Linked DNA regions of Mus musculus: region 1 is linked to region 2. Evidence: chromatin contacts called from public promoter capture Hi-C data. All regions are on one chromosome and are shown on one strand. The core of a region is the stretch at or near the end of the contact, and the rest is flanking DNA. Distances in the headings are between cores, read along the strand shown.

What was found. Promoter capture Hi-C pulls out the DNA fragments that hold promoters and counts their contacts.
Region 1: a promoter capture Hi-C map of trophoblast stem cells shows a contact between it and region 2, with 3 times the contacts expected there. The contact joins two enhancer-like sites. A contact is called at or near these places in 15 of 39 promoter capture datasets (the 3T3-L1 cell line, 3T3-L1-derived adipocytes, the C10 cell line and 9 more), 2 of 15 datasets of contacts at CTCF or cohesin (the G1E-ER4 cell line and pro-B cells), 34 of 484 Hi-C or Micro-C datasets (B cells, the Ba/F3 cell line, the C10 cell line and 25 more), 5 of 115 datasets of contacts at active chromatin or transcription factors (astrocytes, bone marrow-derived dendritic cells, cardiomyocytes and 2 more) and 2 of 9 other capture datasets (adipose tissue and liver).

The regions. Positions count from the first base shown.
Region 1 is chr3:104,091,619-104,094,318 of GRCm38.p6, reverse strand. The region is part of intron 3 of Magi3 (membrane associated guanylate kinase, WW and PDZ domain containing 3); the gene reads left to right. Among named protein-coding and RNA genes, the nearest start is that of Phtf1os, 120 kb to the right of the region's middle. Within about 2 kb of position 1,323, at least 44 of the 459 cell types and tissues checked have an H3K27ac peak or open chromatin away from gene starts, as enhancers often do. A contact at or near this core is called in adipose tissue and trophoblast stem cells, where this site is marked.
Region 2 is chr3:104,001,715-104,004,414 of GRCm38.p6, reverse strand. Phtf1 (putative homeodomain transcription factor 1) reads right to left here. Exons shown (of 19, transcript NM_013629.2): 16 at 813-968; 17 at 1-28. Among named protein-coding and RNA genes, the nearest start is that of Phtf1os, 35 kb to the right of the region's middle. Within about 2 kb of position 1,359, at least 11 of the 459 cell types and tissues checked have an H3K27ac peak or open chromatin away from gene starts, as enhancers often do. A contact at or near this core is called in adipose tissue and trophoblast stem cells, where this site is marked.

The DNA of each region.
Region 1 (2,700 bases), core at 74-2,573, 90 kb before region 2:
ACCTTAAAATCTTGCAGAAAAGGAAGTATAGATTGAGGGATAGCATCAGTAATTGATTTTCATATCTGTTTCCTGTACCCATTTGTTTCCCTGAAGTACAAACTGAAGATCAGTTTCAATTCTTAAATGATTCCATGTTATGTACTTTAAAAAAAAAAAAAAAAAAGAACACACTTTTCTCTTGGCAAGCTTATCCACTCCCATAGCACCTTAAATTTTTTCATCGTGTCTTTTTCTGCTTTTATAAGGATGCCTTTCACAACTTCTGTGTAGTAAAGATAATGCCTTTCTTACTTTATGCTGTCTTCAATGTATAGAGATGATGTTCAGTAAAGACCCTTGAATGCATCTCATTTACATGCATGCTTGTGCATGAGTGCAAATATTTGTTTCACTTCAGTTACCACACGTGGTCATTTCTTCCTGATAGCCACTTCCATGGTTTTCTTCTCACTGCCACATTGTAGGTCCTTTATTGAGTTCATTATAACATTGTAGGTCCTTTATTGAGTTCATTATAACATTGTAGGTCCTTTATTGAGTTCATTGTAACATTGTAGGGCCTTTATTGAGTTCATTGTAACATTGTAGGGCCTTTATTGAGTTCATTGTAACATTGTAGGGCCTTTATTGAGTTCATTGTAACATTGTAGGTCCTTTATTGAGTTCATTGTAACATTCTAGGGCCTTTATTGAGTTCATTGTAACATTGTAGGGCCTTTATTGAGTTCATTGTAACATTGTAGGGCCTTTATTGAGTTCCTCACAACATTGTAAGTCCTTTATTGAGTTCATCATAACATTGCAGGGCTTTTTTTTTTTTTTTTTTTTTTTTTTTTTTTTTTTTTTTGAGACAGCGTTTCTCTGTGTAGCCTTGGCTGTCCTGGAACTCACTTTGTAGACCAGGCTGGCCTCAAACTCAGAAATCCTCCTGCCTCTGCCTCCCGAGTGCTGGGATTAAAGGCATGCGGCTGTAGGGCCTTTATTGAGTTTGTCATAACATTGTAGGGCCTTTGTTGAGTTTGTCATAACATTGTAGGTCCTTTATTGAGTTCATTATAACATTGTAGGGCCCTTATTGAGTTCATTATAACATTGTAGCTCCTTTATTGAGTTTATTATAACATTGTAGGGCCCTTATTGAGTTCATTATAACATTGTAGGGCCTTTATTGAGTTCATCATACTATTGCAGTTGGTCTCCCCCTCTCTAGCCCCGCTTCAGTGTCTTGCTTTGTTAGTTCCATCCTGCCCCTTGCTACAGTACTGGGCTTCCTCAGGCTCAGCTCTGATACTTCCGATCACATCCCTTTCTTATTCAGAACGTTGAGTCATTTCCTTCCTGCCTATAAACTTTGACCTACTTTTTCTGGCCTCAGCTCACATGAATCATCCATTCATTTAAAAATTGATTAGATCATGTTTTATTTATTCAGCAACCACTTGACAAGTACGTACTATATGCCAAGTCTTGTAAGAGACCCAGGAATACTGTGGTGAACAAGATCAAAATGCTATTGCTTTAATAAATTCTGTATTTTAGTAGGGAAGGTCGTGAAAATTAAATTAAGAATAAACTGAGATGCTACAAAGGAAACAAAACAACAAATTTAGAGAAAAACAATAGGAATATAATTTTTGCCAAGTGAAGACATCTCAAAGGGATGGACAAGCTAATTTGTTTTCACCTTTTTTCATATAACGTTTTTATGGGAACATCTATGGGAATTTCACATCATGTACCTGACCATACGCAGTCCATCTATGTGTGCCCCTCCACCCTGTGACATCCCCCCAAAAGTAAAAATTAAAATAAATAAATAACCCCAAGTCCAGTAAAGATCTGGCCTGCTTCATGAATTCTGCGTCATCCTTGCACGGGGCCATGCTAATCTCTGTGCGGCTACAGTTTCAGTCTGTGTGCTGCCGAGGCCAGCACTTGTTCTCACTTTTATTCCGATAGCTTACCTCTTATATTTAACTTTCTTATTCGTTTATATATGTTCTTACAAAAAGTTTATTGTACATTTTGCACATATTTATTACTTATATGATCTCTGTTTTTTGTCTCATTTCATTCTCTATTGTCTTTACATATTACTATAGCTTTTAGATTACTCCTTGTTATTACTATCCTATATTTATCTGAATTCATTACGTTTAATTCTTACAGTATGCCATATTTGAGTATTACATTTTATTTCATCTCTCCTTACTTGTAGAGGACATTTACTCAGCTTGATGAAGTAGTTTTGAATAGTTGTCTGTTTTCATTCCTCACACCAGAGCACAGGGGTTCTTGTTTGATAAGTTTACAAACATAATGGTTCTAGAAGTAGACCTGTTTCAAGGAGAAAAATAAAAGCAAATACAATTACAATAAAGTATAAAAGAACATGTTTATAATCCTAGTACTTGGGAGATAAGAGGTAGCAAGATCAGGAATTCAATCTTAGCCTCAAATAAGATCCTCTTCTCAAAAACAGAGATCCCAGCATGATACTATATACCTGTAGTCCTAATCCCCATACTTTGGAAGCAGAGGTAGGGGCAGAGGCGGGGGCAGGGGCAGAGAGGCAGTGGCAGATGGATCTCTGGAAGTTAGAGGCCAGTCTGGTTGGGTTAGGGAGATGTGAGAAAATTCTGCTAAATATTGATTTTAAAAGAGAAATCTAATACCTAGAGGATATAAATATTCCTA
Region 2 (2,700 bases), core at 110-2,609:
TTTTTTCCATTTTAAGATATAAATTAATCTAAGAGAAAGAAAAAAGAATAAGGTAAATTTTACAGAAAAAAATACACATTGCATAAAACCTGGCAGATTTTGAGGATCATTGTTTCAAGTAAATTATGTCCAGGATCTACGGCCTCGGCATCTAGGATGCATGGCGTCTTCCCCATCGTTTACCTCTGTGGTAAAGAAAAGCTACTTAGAGAAAACAAAACAACATCTGATAAAACAATTTATCAAAATAATAAAAAATTCTAGTTGTAACATAATCAGCATACAAATTCCTTGAATTCAAACATTATGTCTCACTCTTACCAATCTCCCCCAAGTAATATAGTATCTTCAAGAAGCATTTATGGATAGAGAAAAAGAGATAGCTGTTTTAACTTAGTAACTCCTTATTTTTCCCCTATAGGAACAATTATCCACTATGACTCTAAGGCCAAAAAATAATAAAAAACAACAAATTATCTCAAGTGTGTTTACTTAATGTTTATGGAAAACTTGAACTTAAAATCAAAATTAACAGAAAATGCATTATTATCACTCCACATCCATAAGAAACACCTGTCAATCTTAGTATGTATTTACATGTTCCCTTATTAACAACAACAACAAAAATCCCTCTATAGTATAGCAAAGTACTCTCAACCCATTAGCTCATTCTCCCAGCCCTAGGCAGAAGACAGAGGTGTTACACTCATTTTAGATGCAGGAGAAAGATAATTACAGAGTGGCAAAAGATGTAAGGTCACAGTTAAGAACTCGGCCCAGTCCTCTAGCACACTGCTGGGACCTATCAGTACCTGTTCAGTGAGCAGGATGGAAACATTGCTGTACTTCTTGTTGGTTTCTGACCCCAGTGAGGCCAGGCGAAGCAAAAACAGCAGCAATGCTGTTTCCCAGATCAAGAACTCCCAGTTGTAAGCATCATTCAGGAATGTCTTGTGACCTTGAAGAACCTACCAAAGGACCAGAAAAAGTTCAATAGTTGTCTTTTTTTTGAAATTAATCATTTTATTCACTTACATTTCAAATTATAACCCCCTTCTCAGTTACCCCTCCACCACTCCCCGTCCCATCCTCCCTCTCCCTCCTCCCCTTTGCCTCTATGAAGGTGCTCCTCCACCCACTCTCAATGGTTATCTTAATATCACTGAATTATTCCTGTGTTAATTTTAAAACATTACTAGCAATCTACAGTTTCCTCAAAGGACAAGAGCTGAATGTTCATAAGGTACCTCCAAGTTTCCTATATTGGTTCTTGTACATGAAAGACTGCAGGGGTCTCCAAGGGACAAGGTAGGAAACAAGGAATTCCAGCTCCCTGAGTCACTGGTGGTTACAGGCACAAGGTGACCACTGCTGCTCCAACTTCACCCGTCTAAGGCCCTCAAGCCAGTCTGAGTAGAGCCCTGAAGGCCTGGTGGCTCTATTCCATTTTAGGATTCAAATAACAGCATGGGAGCGTGGCTGCACTGAGGGCCTACTGTGTGTCTTAAGGTTTTACTTTAAAACTTACTGACTTAAAAGTAAAGAACTTCACTCAAGAAAGCCCAAGAAAGTTAGGTATTTCTTGAGAAAGTCTGTAAAGAGCTCTTGAGGAAGCCAAGTGCCAACCTTGTAATATGCAGGAAGTCGCTGAGACCCTTCCTTCCCTTCCCCCATGACTACCTCTATGGCTTCACAGGACCCTGTGAGCTTCAACTCCCACCAGCCTTGGTTTGAAATGATACCCTTGGCTGCAAGGACCCTTCTTCTCCAAAACCTGTCACTAATATCTCAGCTTCTTAGCCCTGGGTTCTGAAAGAGCAAAGCTCTTTAGCTCAGTCTGGGTAGGGGTCACCGTGGTCAAGTAGCTATAACCAGGATGAGGAAAGCCCCAGCTGGCAGCAGCTAGTGAACCTTTCAGAAAGGCAGTCCTTACACAATTCCACAAATTACAGCAGTATCACAGCCTACAAAACAAAACCCCTCTGACTCTTAAGCCAGAGAAAAAGGTTATTTTTTATAAAGCAACAGTGAGACTAACAACAACTTCACAAGATAAAATATGGAAATACAGAAACAGCAGAGCTAGGTGTGGCAGCATAAGCCTAGAATCAGAGGCAGGTGGGTCTCGGTGAGTTCAAGACCAGCCTTAACCTGCAGAGAGAGTTTCAAACCAGCAACGACTAAATAATGAGATCATGTCTCAAAGAAAAAAAAGAAATGGATAACAGAATCCCAGACGTACTGAAGAGAAAACACTTTAGGGAGAGGGAACTTATAGAGCCCACCTCCAGCAAGGAGACAGGACATCAAGTGAGGGATGGGGTTGCCATCCCAGTCACAACTTTACCCATAACTGTTCCTGTCTGAAAGAATTACAGGAATGGAAATGGAGAGGAGCCTGAGGAAAAAAAGGTCCAGCAATAGGCCCAAAGTGGGATCCAGCTCAATGGGAGGTCCCAAGGCCTGACACTATTACTGAGGCTATGGAGAGTTCACAAAATCTATCATGACTGCCCTCCGAAAGACCCAACAAGCCGCTGAAAGAGTCAGATGCAGACATTTGCACCCAACCAATGGACAGAAGCAGCTGACCTGTTGTTGAACTAGGGAAGGCTGAAAGAAGCTGAGGAGAAAGGCAGTCCTATACAAGGACCAGCAGACTCAATTAATCTGGGCCCCCAAGATCTCTCAGTCACTGGA